Linked DNA regions of Anser cygnoides: region 1 is linked to region 2. A link is a contact called in public Hi-C data. All regions are on one chromosome and are shown on one strand. Each heading gives the region's core, a stretch centred on a gene start, on an enhancer-like site or on the middle of the called end of the contact. The rest is flanking DNA. Distances are from core to core; before and after follow the strand shown. Region 1 overlaps TRAF3 (TNF receptor associated factor 3). Region 2 overlaps RCOR1 (REST corepressor 1).

The links. A called contact is a pair of places that touch in the nucleus more often than the background predicts.
Region 1: a Hi-C map of liver shows a contact between it and region 2, with 4 times the contacts expected there. The contact joins two enhancer-like sites. A contact is called at or near these places in 2 of 7 Hi-C or Micro-C datasets (both in liver).

Annotation. Positions count from the first base shown.
Region 1 is chr5:55,717,260-55,724,687 of Taihu_goose_T2T_genome, forward strand. All of the region lies in intron 4 of TRAF3 (TNF receptor associated factor 3), which reads left to right. Among named protein-coding and RNA genes, the nearest start is that of TRAF3, 34 kb to the left of the region's middle. Within about 2 kb of position 2,827, at least 1 of the 3 cell types and tissues checked has open chromatin away from gene starts, as enhancers often do. A contact at or near this core is called in liver, where this site is marked.
Region 2 is chr5:55,580,819-55,587,918 of Taihu_goose_T2T_genome, forward strand. The region is part of intron 2 of RCOR1 (REST corepressor 1); the gene reads left to right. Among named protein-coding and RNA genes, the nearest start is that of RCOR1, 34 kb to the left of the region's middle. Within about 2 kb of position 5,528, at least 1 of the 3 cell types and tissues checked has open chromatin away from gene starts, as enhancers often do. A contact at or near this core is called in liver, where this site is marked.

The DNA.
Region 1 (7,428 bases), core at 1,577-4,076, 130 kb after region 2:
ATCTGGATACATGTGATTTTTCATTACTACTTGTAACATTTGGAGGAATGACTGCTATGCTGCACAATAAAGGTAAAAGAAATGTTAGACTTGCTCTGAAGTGGAGGAAATCTGGTCTGATGAAAATAGATTTCCATAAAGACGGAGTATTCAGGATGCAAATATAAACAGGTTTTGCTAGCGCTCTCTTCAGAGCATAGATAAAACAGTTCTGTAAAATGAAACTACCTTTAACTTGAAACAGATTCTTATGGCATTCCCAGAGTATTCAATCTTAATCTTTTGCGATAGGTGAGTGTCTTTCCTTTGGAAACAGAGCCAGAAGTTATGAAAATACAGGGTGTTGATCCACTTCCTTGACGTGTGACTGGCATATCTCAATTGCGGACTTCCCCAAAGCAGCAGAGGAAGAATTGCACTTTGTCCTGTGGTTATCTGGTTGTCTCTTGATCTTTCCTGTTCTTTACATGCTTCTACTAAAAACCTCATATAGGGCTGTGGGTCCCAGCTGGGAGTTAATTTCATAGATGACATGCAGTAGCCTGGTAAGTTTTCTTTTTCTGACCCATGTGTGGTGAGGTTGGACAGAATGTCTCTCATCTGTTGTCCTGTGAACCAGGCTTTCAAAGCTTGAGAGATCTTTGATTTCTGAAAGAGGCTTTTGATTTCTTGTACTTCAGATGATTTTATACTGTGTTTTGGTAGCCCACTGAGATTATGAAGTAATTATTAAGAGCTGTAGATAGCAAGTGCAAGCTGAAATACAAGCACTTTTTACTACTGCCTCAAACTGAATCTTGGTTGTTTTGCTATCTCATATGTCACGATTGGAAAGAAATGATGTTAACTTTCAAAAAATTAAGTTATACATAGAAAAGCTGACTTTTTAAGCAGTACTAAATTACACTGAATTACTTTTCTGCTGCCTTTTTTTTCAATAACCTAAAATCAAAACTCTCTTTGAGTTGTTACTCCCACCCCTTGCTGCAGTTTATATTAGACTGGATGTTAATTATCCTACTCAACACTGAGTAGTTATTAAAATTGTCAGTCTCTGGACTCTTGGATTCCAAAAAGAATGAATACTACATTATTACTTACAAATATTCCTATTCTGAACTCTTAATAGTGATATAATTACTGCTCAGTGTAACAAGCATATTAGAACTGTTTCCATGAAAGTACAGTCTAGCAGGCTTGCTAAATTGAGCTTGTTGTATTGAGGTGCTGTCTTGTTTAATGCTGTAAGTCACTTCACGTGAATATGTAGTTGAAAGAAATGGAGACAAAGAAAGTGTTAAAAAGTTAAAAGAATAAAATATGAAACTAACTTACCACTCATTTTCTGCTATTCAGTAATCTTGCAAACTGGAACACAGGAAGGACCCAGTGTTGTAATATCTGTGGTTCAAGCGACATACATGGTTATTCTTTTGAAAGTACTTCAAGATACCAGATCTTTTTTTATACTTACGGTTTCCCAGTTCACCTAGGAAAAGAAGGAATAGTCTATACCATTCAACCCAAATCCAGTTTTGCTATTGGTTCAGTAATTTTTAGTGCGTAGAGCCCTTAAACATGGTGAAACCTGCTTTAGTTGCTTGAGAGCATAGCAGTTCATGTATAAGGATAGGCCTTTTCTCTGTACCAGATCGTATTGTAATAGCTATAAAATAACTTCTTCACAGCGGGAGTTTTGAGCACTGGAGCAGGTTACTCGGGGAGGCTGTGGTATTGTCAGTCTTCAAGGTTTTGAAAACTCAGCTGGGCAAGGCCTTGAGCAGCCCAGTCTTTGAAGTTAGCCTTGTTCTGAACAGGAGGTTGGGCTAGATAACCTCCAGAGGTCTCTTCCAAGCTGAATGATTCCAGGGTACTGTACCTAATAACTGACTGAAGAGCTAGTGAGTGGCCAAAGCTTCTCATGCAGAGAGTACTCAGTCTTTCCCGTGTGCATTCAGATGCTTGTATCTTATGTGCTTATATCCAAGTAGTGATTCTTTTCTCCCAACTCCCTGTTGATTTTTTTTTTCTATTTTGTATGTTATATCAAGGTCATGTTCAAAGTTGGTTTGTATTAGTTTATGCAAGGAAGGTGGATGCTTACACAAGTGTAAGATGAAGGTTATAGCAGTTAAAATACCCAGTTCTTTTTACTACATGAAAAAGTTTTTACATGCCAGTGCTGCTTTTATTTTTGTATAGGAATTAGTATTTGAATGTGTTGCACGAAAAAACGTGAGGGATGGTCTCATGCTTTTCACCGTGTAAAGTTATACCTGAAGTTGGTGACTGCCACCCTCCCCTGTCCCCCCTTGGTGCCCCTCAGAACTTCCCCACAAAGCATACACTAGAAACACTGAAGCACTGGTGGTTGATCCTGTACGTGTTGTACAGAGACAGTAAACAGTGCATCAAACAGAACAAGCGCACGGAGGGGAAAAATCATTAACTTCCCTGTACAAACAAGAAGAGGGAAGTGACTTTTGAACTTGGTACGAGGCAAAATCAATGGATGATCCTGTGCTTTCAAACCTGCCGCTCCAGTGCTGCTTTGGTCACTACCTAGATACTTCTGTGGTGAGAGTTAAACTACTTACGTTTTATTTCTCAGTTCTTCTTCTGTGCCCCTGCTCAGACTCAACAGCTGTGGGGCTTTGGCCTGAACATCAGGCCAAGGTGGTGCCTGGATGCTGTGAGACCAGGCCTCTGCAGTGAGATACCTCATGCTCAGGAGCTCTGGAGTCAAAATACCCATGGCAGTCTTCCTGCTCAGCTTTAATTTTTTTTGACATTTGTTGCATTGGATAAATTGATAATATGTTGTCACTGATATACTCCTTTCAGCTTGCATTATTGTTTTAACCAGTCATCGTGTTATGGCAGTATGTTGTATATTATAATTGAATTCAGAAGTGCAAGCAAAATTGAGTCGGAAGACTGTCTAAAAGATAGTAAAAGAGAGGTGTATGTTCTTTTCAATAGGTATGTACTAGGAATTTATTAGAAGCTATAAAATGCTGAAAGACAAAGTTAATTTTTTCATCGTTTAAAGTAATTCTGTGCGATAACTTGAAGCAATAACTTTGTGATAGAAACACGTAGGCTAGGAAGACTGAAGAACTAGAAATACCACTGCAAGTAAACAATTATTTGGTTCTCTGAGGGTATCCTGTAAATTACAAAAGAAAATTCTGTGAAGACTGAAACTGAAGAAGTCTGGTGTCTGGTTTCCTACAAATCTGTGCACTATATCCCCTTCTTGACCCAATTCTCCCCCTTCCTCAATAATTAAAAAAAAAGGCCTTCAAACACCCTACCTTCCCATTACAGTAATAGAGAGGATGAAGACCACCCAGTTTGCCTAGACAAGGGGGAGCTGGTGGTTTAGATGTAGCTTATGCAGACTGGCCAGCTGATAGACCACACAGAGGCGGTGGTGTTTGAGGTTGCACTTTCCTAGCCTTTTACTCACTGGGATGCTACATTAAGTTTCTCTTTCTGTTCCCCACAGAGCTGCCCATTTTCATGAGACCTGTCTGTACAGTTGGTTCCCAGTTGGTTGTGTTGTATTTTTTTCGAGAGGCTGATACACGAATGGAAGGATGGATAGAAAACAAGGAGCCCTATTTCAGTAAAAACTAGGTTTAAGAAGAAAACACTCCATATTACCGAAAATGGCCTAGTTAGGATAGGACACTAAAGTTTGTGTTTTCTTACACTTCTTAAATAAAAATATAAATGCTGCTCTTTGAAGAAGAAAGGTCGGATCATCTTAATTGGTCACTGTTCTGTTGTGATCTTTAGCTCCCATCCAACTTCAGGTTTCTTCTTTCAGAGCTTAATTTAGGTATTGTGTGTGCAGCACCGTTCTCTTTGGGTAACTTCTGTTGTTAGTGTAGCTTGCAATTTGATGGAAAAGCTTTTCTGTCCTAAGTAAAACAAAAGTAGATTGTATCTTTTGTTATCTTCATAACATAAACATTTTATTGAAATAGCTGCTTGACCTTTTTTGATTTTAAAGTTTTGGTAAAAGCTTATTTGCTTTATATTGCCAATGTATTGAAACTGTCTTCATGCAGAGCTTGCTAAGTAGTAAATACTGCGTTCCAATTCTAAATGAGCTTTTTGGGGATTCAGTAAGAGTTACGGATTGTTTTTGTCTTTTTTTATTTCAGATGTAAATTTATTTTAAAATTTTTTAGAAGCTTTATTGTATTTCTAAGTTGCAAATGAGTTTTATTCCTAAGGAGCAAATAAACCGAACAACAAAAGCCAACTATGTGGCATAATTCAAAAACTTTAGCGCAGATTTCTAGGATGTCTGCCCTCTCTGCAACGAGAGCAGTGTTCTTGCTTAAACAAGGAAAGAGAAAAATGCTGTTTTGGTAACTTCCATGCTGTCTAATTCTTGGAACATCTTAAGTCAAGTCGGTAAACTTACTTTTGCTTCCAGTTTCTAATATTAGTATGAGTTGAGAAAGAAGAAATTGTACTGACCTTTGTTGCAGCATGTGCGGCCTGAAATACTACTTGACACTCTAGTATCTGAGGCTGGACCTCACTTGTATTAAGAGGAATGACAAAATAGAGCTCAGCGAGATGTGACCGACTTTGGGGGAGCAAGCGTTGTCACAGACACGATGACCAGAGAATCTCCACTTTTGTTACTCTGAAGAAGCGTGACTGTAAGCGTATGCTGACTGCATGAGAAACGGCTGAAAGAATTGTAATCAATAGTGGACAGAACCAACCTTGGAGATTGTGCCTCTTTTTCTGTGTTGATCTGTCCTGAATGATGATTGTCCAAGATTTAACAGTTTGTCCAACAGACTGAGTTTTAAGACGTCTAAAATTGATTCTTGTTATTGTGATGACTTTTCCCAGGGATAAGAAAGCTGGAGCTTAAGGAAGCAGCTAGTGGTGAATCAGGAGTTCAGATTTAGCTTGCTGAACAAGGACTGAAGTCTTTGACTTGATGGCAGCTTGCCATGCCTTTAGGAGTCGGCAGCTCCCACCAGAACTGGCATATCTTGAATGTTCTAGCCAGGCTCACCTCCCTGCTTTCTAGAAGTGGTTATCTTTACTACTGTAAGCACGTAGTATCTTACTGAGGTGTGACTTCAAAAGTGCCTCTTGTTGGCAGTTTAAAACCTGATTATGGGGGTATAATCTGAGTCCCACTGTTGAGAGTCCTGGAAAGGAAAAGACGATGTTGCAGATGTCACCCTGTAGTGGTATGTAAACCGTAATAGAAAGCTGTTTGCAAAGGGATGGCAGCTGAATTGTAGTATTTGCACTTGTGTTCACCATTGATCTCATATACGTGTGTAATAGCACGTAACTCATGCCTGAGGATGTAGCTCTGTGCATACAGTAGTTTAATTTGTGTGTGCAGTTTGCGATGAACATCAAGTCTCCCCACCTCCTTGTTAAATGCAGCTTTTGGGTTGTAATAAAGAGGTTTTAGTGTTCTTTTAAGCTCAGTTCTCTGTTGTATTTTTATTGCAGCACTTTATGAATGGCTTCCTGGTTTTGCTGCCTAAGAAAATGCTGGCTGTTCAGAGCGCTGCGGAAGAGAATTCCTCACCAAGCTGGCTGCTGTAGTGCTGCACTTGTTTAGCTTTTCTTGTCTGACATACTTCTTCATGAAACAAAACCAAAAAAGCTGAAGCGCACAAATCTCACTGTTAAGCATATTGCATAGTAAACTTTATTTATCGGTGTGCTTTCTGGTTGTTTTCTGTGACATGATATTCAATATACCAATTCCAAAAGGGGAGTCATGTGGAGCACTGTGCAGCTTATTTTGGTATGAAATCTCTTTTTCCAGCTGACAGTTCAGCCACTGAGCAGTTTCATATCTCTGTGAAACTCTCACCTGCTGTTCATTTGGCATTCAGTACTCTTTCTCAGCTGAATCTTGAGTATTCTTCTTTTCACCCCTGCCTCCTTGTGACCAATTACTCAGTTTCCATGAAGAAATAATGCTTTTGAAAGACTTTAAATATCTGATATTTAGCTCCTTTTTGTTTTGAAGAAACAGGATGAGGAAGCAAACATTCAGTATAGTTGTTTTGTATGGTGCATAAGTTCAGGCACTTTGTGCTGTCTTGACTTGCCAATTCTCCCTGCAGCACCTCTTTTAGTGCCTCTTTTTGTTTGTTTTGTGGGTCAGAATCAGGCCGTGTCTTGTTTTATTCTGGCACTCTAAGGAAAATCACGTTCCCTGTATTTGTTGTTCTCACCCATCAGTGTGCTTGAAGCTGGTTGTTGACTTCAAAAGTTGACCGAATGGTAGAAGTCTCAAATATGACAAAAGAATATGGAGTTGCAGAGGGAAAAGAGAAATTAGTATCTGCATGTTTTAAACCAACAGGAAACTGAATTTTAGCTTTTCCTGCAATCATGCACAAGAAACAAATCCATAGGTAGTTAAGTTTTACCAGTTCAGCTGCTTATGGAATAACACTTCTCCTCTTTTTCTAATCTCCTTTTGCCTTGCACCCTTCAACAAAGAGCCAAGTCCTAAGCTCATGATGGGGTCACCTCTGCCCAGCCATGGATGTTCAGCAATGCCAGTGGAGTTGGGCAGTCTCTAATGCTAAACTACTTTCATTAGGCGCTTTCCTTTCTCACTCATGGCAGTTCTCTTAACCTTCTTGCCTCCAAGACTCTTGTTCTCAGCATCACGTCTTGTCTCTTGTGTACTGGTTGCAACCTCTTGAATTGCCTCTTCAGTGCGGTCGTAGTCCGCTTTTATGCTTGCTGCTGAAACTTTAGTTCAGGCTTTGCTTGCTTCCCTCGTCTAAATTAATCTGAATTTCTTCATTAAAGAGAAGTGCAAATTGCTTTCAGTTCAGCACTGATCTTTCTCTGCTTCAGACTGCAGACTTTAATGCCTTGGCAGAACAGTCTTTGAAGACTAGATAAGGAGCAGGCAGACATTAACTCAAATTATGGACCAGACTTTATATTTCTGATTACTGTAGAAAATGTGGTTTTTATTGTTGCTTTGAGTACAACGCAATCACTGAATCTATGTACTCAAGTTATGAGGATGGCTTTCCTCAGGCTTTCTCTGTATTTGATGGAGATACGGAGAGGCTTTCCCCTGGGATGGGAGGGCACTCAAGTGTGGATTCTTCACTGAACACCTTTACTCGTGTTTAGCTGGTGTTGGTAAAGATACGAAGTGGTATCAGTGATTTTGTCTTTTAAGAAAAACAGTTGGTATCAGAGATGAATGAAATTTCCTTGTCTGTTTAGTCTCTGTGGAGAATTCTATACCTAAAGTACAGATACAGAAATGATCTACAAGAAAATACATTTAATTACAAGTACTTGTTTTGAGCTTGGCAAGGGAAACTAAGAGATTACAAAGTGTGTACGTGACGGAAGTGTAAGTTTGTGTATTTGGGAGGTCAGGTA
Region 2 (7,100 bases), core at 4,278-6,777:
AAACACCGGTGTGTCCTGTCTGCGTGCCTTTCACAGTACTCTCTTGCCAAGCAGTAACACGCTCGTCCAGCAGCCTTAGTTCATAAGCTTTGGAGCATAGCTGGTTGTGACTTTTTTTGTTGTTTTTGGTTTTCTTGAACTCCTGGGCTGTCAGGTGGTGGGGAGAAGTGCCCCCACCCCATACTCACTGGGGTCCCGGTTCTACTTAGTCAGATCCATTCCTGGCCATCTTTTGGCAAGGCTTTTTGAGGCATGGTAGAAAAAATAAATAAAAGTTACTTTAAGCAAGAGTCTGCATTTTCTAACACTGCTTTCTAGACACTCATTACTTTCTCTAATCAGTGTAAACTATCTCAAGAGGATGTTGTAGTTGAACTTTGGATGGATGGGAAAGGAAGAGGTGTCGCTAACATCATCGAAAAGTAATCTCTTTGTAAGAAAGTCAGGTGTTAGCAGTGGGCAATGGAAACAGGCCAGCTGGTCCTTCGTGTGTGGGAAAGACAAGTAAAATGCTGCCTGATTGGGGTGCAACTGGGCCTGTTCTGTGATTAAGGAGAGGTTTGGGGTTTTCTGAAGCAGATGTAGTGAGAGCATCCCTTCTGAGCAGAGACAACAGCCCTGATCCCCCTCTGCCCCATTTCCTTTCCTTCCTCTCATCCCCTAAAAGGTGCTGGGGAGCAGGAATTGCTTGGGTCCGTGGTGTGAATCCCTGACCTGACAGGGAAGGGGGGAACCACGAGGTCTGCAAAACCTCTCTGGGCTCTTTGCTCTTCACATTGTGTCTTTGGGGTTGGGGGAGGAGCCCTGGGAAGCCAACGGTGTCCTGCGGCTGTAGAGGAGCCACCGTATGCTTTTCGCTGAATAAAGCAGCACTTGTGTGTTCTCCGTTTCAAACAATGCGTTTTTTTCTTGCTTATTTTGACTATTAACAACTGGATTGTCTTTTTGTCGGTGTGTGAAGACAGTCAGTGAACGGGAGGAGGGGGTGACTGGGGGGCTGTGGATATTTACTTGGGGGGAGAATGGGCAACTTGTTCAGCCCAGTGACAGCACGGCAATAGAAATGACAGGTGACACTTGTTATGTGCTAAGAAATATTGGGGTGGGGGGGAGAGGGCGGAACAGTCTTTAACTGTATGTATACAGTAGTGGTCTCTAAATTAGCTGTTGCATTTCCAGATAAAGATCTTGGGAGTCATAGTGGTTTTTTCATCAACTCGATGGTAATAGTGAAAAGGCAAGTGTATTGTTAAAAGCTGTTATGAAAGCATCTGAGAACAAAACAGAACCTAATTATGGCATGTTTTATAAATTCTGTGGTGTACCCTCTTCTCGAACACTGTGTACAGTTCTGGTTGTGCCCCGTATCCATCCCTCCCCCATGCATACATGCTTCTCAGGGCTGTAAGATAACGAGATAAAGTACAGGAATTGTTCTCTGTGCAAGAGAGAGGCAGCAAAGCCCAGACCGTCTAGCCTGGAAAACAGATGACCAAGAGGAGCATGGCAGAGGGTCTGTAAAACAGTACGAGACATGGAGGAGGTGAGCAGGGCATAGTTATTCTCTGTTTCTCATAAGCCAGGAAATGGGGCCACCAAATGAAATGACTGGGTGGCAGCTTCAGAGCTGAGAAAGGAGTGTGTGCATGGGTTTTCTTTGTTCTTCTTCAGACAATAAACATATAATTAAATTGTAGCACTCTGCCACAGGATGTTGTAGATGCCAAAATTATAAATGGGTTCAAAAAGGATTAGACAATTTGATGGACTTTTTTTTTCCTCCTCCCATGAAGGGCCATTAAATCCAGTGATGCAGATACAGTGCCAGGCTCAGGAAGTCTCTGTGCTTGTCCTGCTCTCATACGTTATTCCTAAGTGCTGTCAGTGAATAATCCCGAGCAGCTCTTTTTGCCGGGGTGAGGGAACGTGGCAGAGGACCCCGCTTAATGGGGAGGAAGAGCTGAGGACTGGCCTCATACAGGAATGGGAGGCCACGCGAGTGCAGAGCTTGTGTGTAGGAGTTGGTGATTGTCAAGGAATGGGGAGGCGGCAGAACTGCCTGTGGTGCAAAGAGGAAGACGTTTGCCTTATTTTTGCTTCCTCATCAGAAAACTGTTTGGCTTCGGACAGATTTGGCAGTGCCTAGGTGCTGGTCAGCAGCCTGAAACCTGGCACTTGAGGGAATCGTGCCATGTTATTGTTCCTTTTTTAAAGATTTCTTGTGGTGTGTGTTTCTATACTCAGATCTTTCCTGCGTGCACGTAGGTCTGCCTGCATGGCTTGGTCACTGAATGTAAGTGGAAGGGAAACTGTGGAGGGAAGGAAGGAAATCTCTTGTTGGGTCAGTGTTCAGGGAAACCGAACAGCAAGCAGCAGCAGTTGTCTCACTCGGGTTGGGGTTTGGCTCTCAGAACTAACACCGTGTGTGCATTTACCTGTTTGTGACAACGCTGAAATGGCTCTGTGGAGGTCCTGCATGGGTGCTCCCGGTGAATGGCGAGGGGGGCAGGTGAGCCTCGGGAGGCCTGCTTTTCTTTTTCGGTTGCGTGCTCGGGGTTGCTGTAGTCTTACAGCTACCAGCCCTCCTCCTTTTTGAGAAGAAAAAGTGGATGTTGCAAATCTTGAAGAGGAGAAAACAAGCCTTTTGAAAATGTAATTTCATATTTCAAGTCTTTCTTTAAAGAAGCTTCCCCCCTTCCCATCCCGGTACAAAGCCCCAGCCATGTCTAGACAAAAGCCTGTTGTGATTAGCAGAGGTGTGATTCTTAATGCGGAGCGTGGGGGGGTGTATTCGTGCTCTGATGTTATGTTAATGTGTTTCCTGCTCCTGCAGGGGCTGCAGGCCTTGTGCATGCACAACTCCCGGCAAAGCCCGGATTGGAATCGCGTGCATATAGAAAAATAATTTTACACACTCGAAGTATACATTGAAAGGCTGTTTGCTTGTATAGTTATTCAGGCTTCATCTATGGCTGCACATTGGTGCCACCTGCTTGCAGGAAAGAATGAGTGGACTTGTATTATTCAGTAAAAAAAAAAATCGAGGCGAGGCCTCAACATCTGTTCTGGCTTTATTGTTCGCTCTGGCCTGGGCTGTGGGCAAAATGTAGGCCATAGCTTTTGCTTTACTGCTGGCTCTTAAACTAAAAAAGCGTCTCGGATCAGATATGTTTTTAAGAAAGTTTTTAAAAAAATAAAATCTGATGATGTGAAGTTCAGACTTGGTATGGGTTGAACTTGATTACTTGAAAAAAGGGGAACTGTGTTGCTATCCATGTTTTCTTCATTTTCTCCTCTAGCTCTCCTAATGGTAATAATTTTTATCGCCACAAAGTGACCTTTGTAATCATTGCTGGATGATTAATCTTTAACTGGGTAATTTTTAAAGCAATATTTTTCACACTGTCATAATGTGTGATACCATGTTTTTTGTAGCACAGCACCTACAGTCATTCTGAAGCAATACGGCCCTTCGGTCTGCACTTCCAGTGCTGCTGCTCTGTATGGAAACCCAAATAGTAGCCTCTGTTTCCTTAGGAGGATACAAAAATGCCCTCAGAACTTTATTTGCATATAGATTACGGTGCCAGTCAGGTGTAGTCACGTATAGGAAGAGCTAAGCACTGCTTAATTCATAACTTTTAAATTAAAAAACGTTCCTTAAGTTGCAGGATTCCAGTTTAAAATATTCCCCTACGCTCAGTGTTGCTATCGTGTGTACAAGGATGGTGTTTCTGCGAGGTACCAGCTCCTAAATCTAGGCAATCCTCAGAAAGCACAAGCTCAAGGGGGTTGCAGGCATTATCTGCTGACCTGGGAGAAGCCCCGTGCCCAAGGAGGTGGAGATGGGCAGCAGGGCTCTCCCCACGCCTGTGAGCTGCTGCTGGAGACCCCAGCGGCAGCAGCAGGGAAGGAAGGCGGAGCAGCTTTTCTTCTAATTCTTAATTTTGTTTGAATTCTCCTGTGTCACATAGGTACCTCGTTGTATTGCAGCTGTGCATGTACAATTACGCTATGAGCCTGAGTAATATCAGTGAGCCAGTAAGGAGGAGTTCTTCAAGTTATGGGAGCCGGTGCCTCCCTTGTCTTATTTTGTTTAACAGTCATCGTGGGTACTGTAAGCAGGGGATTTTACCCTATGCAATAAATATAAGGTCTGCATTGATAAAGAAAACGCAGGATTGGGAATGGAAGTACTTGTTTAATCTCACTTCATCAGAAGTAAATACGTTTAGACCTGGTCCAAAACTGCTTTAAGCAGCATTTATAGCAGCTAAGTCGTTATATGTCAGCTCCAGCTCTTCCCCAAACAATTAAAACATCTATTCACCTTTGTGTATTACGCAATGCATGTTTTATGTAAAATGTTAAGGGTTACATATTAAAGGTAAGGGGTGTTTCTTAGGTTTCTTAGTCTTTTTTTTTTAAACCTGCAAAATGTGATTTAAAGATGAATTAGTACCATTTATGGGAGGGCTCAGTAAGTGCTATTAGTAATGCAGTAGCCTTTGCAGGTGGGAATTCTGCCATCCTGTACCTTGGAGATTTCAGTCTGTTGTGTAAACTTTAATAACTCTTAATGAAATACATTGCTTAGATCTGGAAACCTTTTCTTACCTGCTGCCTTGCAAAATATCATTACCTTAAGATTTCCATTTACTACTATGGGAAGTGCTTTTTGAAACTACGTTGATTTCTCCATGCTTGCCTTCCGAAGAAGATACAGCAGTGTGCATCTGTATCAAGCACCTGGCACTGGCAGTGCTTTTCTGGGTTACCATTTGCTGTTTTAAGTAATGGAGGAACTTAACAGTGTCAGATTCCCACTCTTTGTGGTGCGTGTTGCAGTGCTGTCATGGTGGTGTGTTAGTCTGTTTGCCTCCTTTGAAAGTCAGAGGGCTCCAGTAGCTCTGAAATGCATTATGCAAACAGCAATAGCAAAAGAAAAAATAAAAAATCGCACCTGAGGCTGTTGAAAGGGTTATGGAGAAGGACGAAGGCTGGGAATCCTCCTGGCAGAGCTTCGTCCTGACTTGGGCAGGATGGAGCTGGGAGCAAAGTGTGTCTTGGCATCTGCAGGAGACTGGGATCATCTCTCTGAGGGGTCAGGGTAGGTGCCAAAAACAAAGCGTAGCGTGCTCTTGAGCGGCTCACAGCCGCAGCTGGAGCATGCAGCATCCCTGGGCAGAGCTGTGAGACCGAGCAGCTCCCTCAAGTGCAGAAACTGAAGTGGGAGCTGGCACCGCTGCCTTGCGCGGAAGCAAAAGGTAGGCGACAGCGAGGGGTGGTTCTTTCAGAGGCCTTGGCTCCCGTGAGTTTATTCTGGCACGTTTCATCTCTAGGAGGGAGAAGAAAAGTAAAATGGGTTGTGTCGGGCCAGAGCAGTGGGTCTGAGGTGGCCAAAGCTCCAGGTGTACTCCTTGTCCTTCATGCTGGATTTGCACATGCAGTCCTTCAGACAGCATAGAGCAGTGCCGTGGTGGAAGGAGGTCTCCTGCTGGTCCCCTTCCCTTCCTTGTCTCTTAGGGTATGCAGTATAAAACTAGGAATTAGTTGAGATAACCTTTTTTAATTTGGATTAGGCTCCCCTGCTCAGGTTGGCAGCAGCGGGGTGAAGCTACGTGACAGCAGAGGCCCTGTCCACGTGAGCCTGCTGCTCCCTGCGCACCCGCTCTGCTGTTTGTCTGATCTCGCAGCCAGCTGATTTGATTTAATAACTCAGGGAAAACGCTGTTTGCTTTTTATTTTGCCAGGTTAGTTTTAGTGAAATGTGCTTGGCTTGGATGGACAAATGCCAGAGTCAACAGGAGGTGGGGGAGAGGCGGGGAGCGCGTGTCAGGAGGGCAGGGAGATGCTGGCTGAGCAGGCCCTCCTCCGCCTTCAGCAGCGGTGAGGTGTGAGATGGGTGTGAGATGGGCTCCAGCTGTGAAGTAAAAGTTTCACCCTTTGGCATTTTGACTCAGTTTCTCCAAGGCTCTTGGTTCACCTCCCCGAATGGAGGTGCAGGTGGGATGAGGGAGTGGCATTTTTACAGTTTCCCTGACTTCAGCTGCTCCATGGCTCGCTGTGAGACCGGGAGGGGTCAGACACAAAGAAGGTTCTGCGACCTGTGGAGGAGACTTAGTGCTTCTGATGCTGCTTCCACCTCCCTCTCCTAACTAGTCTTGGCTTCCCAGCACCCTGGCAGAGGTTGGGAGAGAAGCACGCTTCTTGCTCCCGGTCCTGCTTCGTTGGCAGACTTTCTGCGAGCGTGGTGGCTCGCAGCCTGCAGGGCACGCGCGTGTCGTTGCTCTCGCTTTGCTCTGGAGAGAGCCTGAACAAAGATCTGTGGTTTCGTGTCAGCACAAACGTGTTCATGATGACAAACTCCGCAGCACATTCAGCGCTGACCGTATTCATACAGTCCCGATTCTAGCACCGGTGTAGCGTAAGTTTGTGTAGAAAACAAAGTCGTGCTATCTGCAGGAAGCCCTTAAGATGCCAGATACGTGCGTATCTCATCAGGCTGCGCATCAGACTGTGGGTGCTGCTCAGGGATTGTGGGGCCCAGTCCCTCTGCTATGGAAGTACACGGTCTTGTTGACTTTGGCTCGAGGCTGTGTTTCTTGGTGTGAGGAGGAGGTCCTGACCTTGCAGGTAAATTGATATCGGGGGATTTGCAAGGGTGTTAGGTCTCAGTGCATTTAAGAAGTTCCTTGCAAGGAATTTGTATGCGTCACTTCTATCCTGTTTCTGCAGAGGGTCCTGGCAGGGCCAAACCTCTGCTCTCTGACTTGGAGTGAATGCAGCAGAACGTGGCTCTAGGAGGAAGGGAGGATTGTAAGAGGGCTTTTTTGAATCTCTTGACTTTCACTTTCCTCTTTGTTCTCAGCCTTGTGTACGAGCTGGGATTGCTCAGGTGTGGGCTGACCTTAAGCTGGATTTACTTCTGAGGCTTTAAACTTTGTGTGGTGGTGGGAGAGCAGGACTGACATCTTTGTGTGCAAGTGAAAATTGGGCAGACATGCTTGGGAGTGAGGCTGTCCCTTCTGGTAGCCTTCACAGCAGGGTAGAGATGCTTTAAAGACTCAGAAGCAAGATAGATATTTTGTTTTAAATCA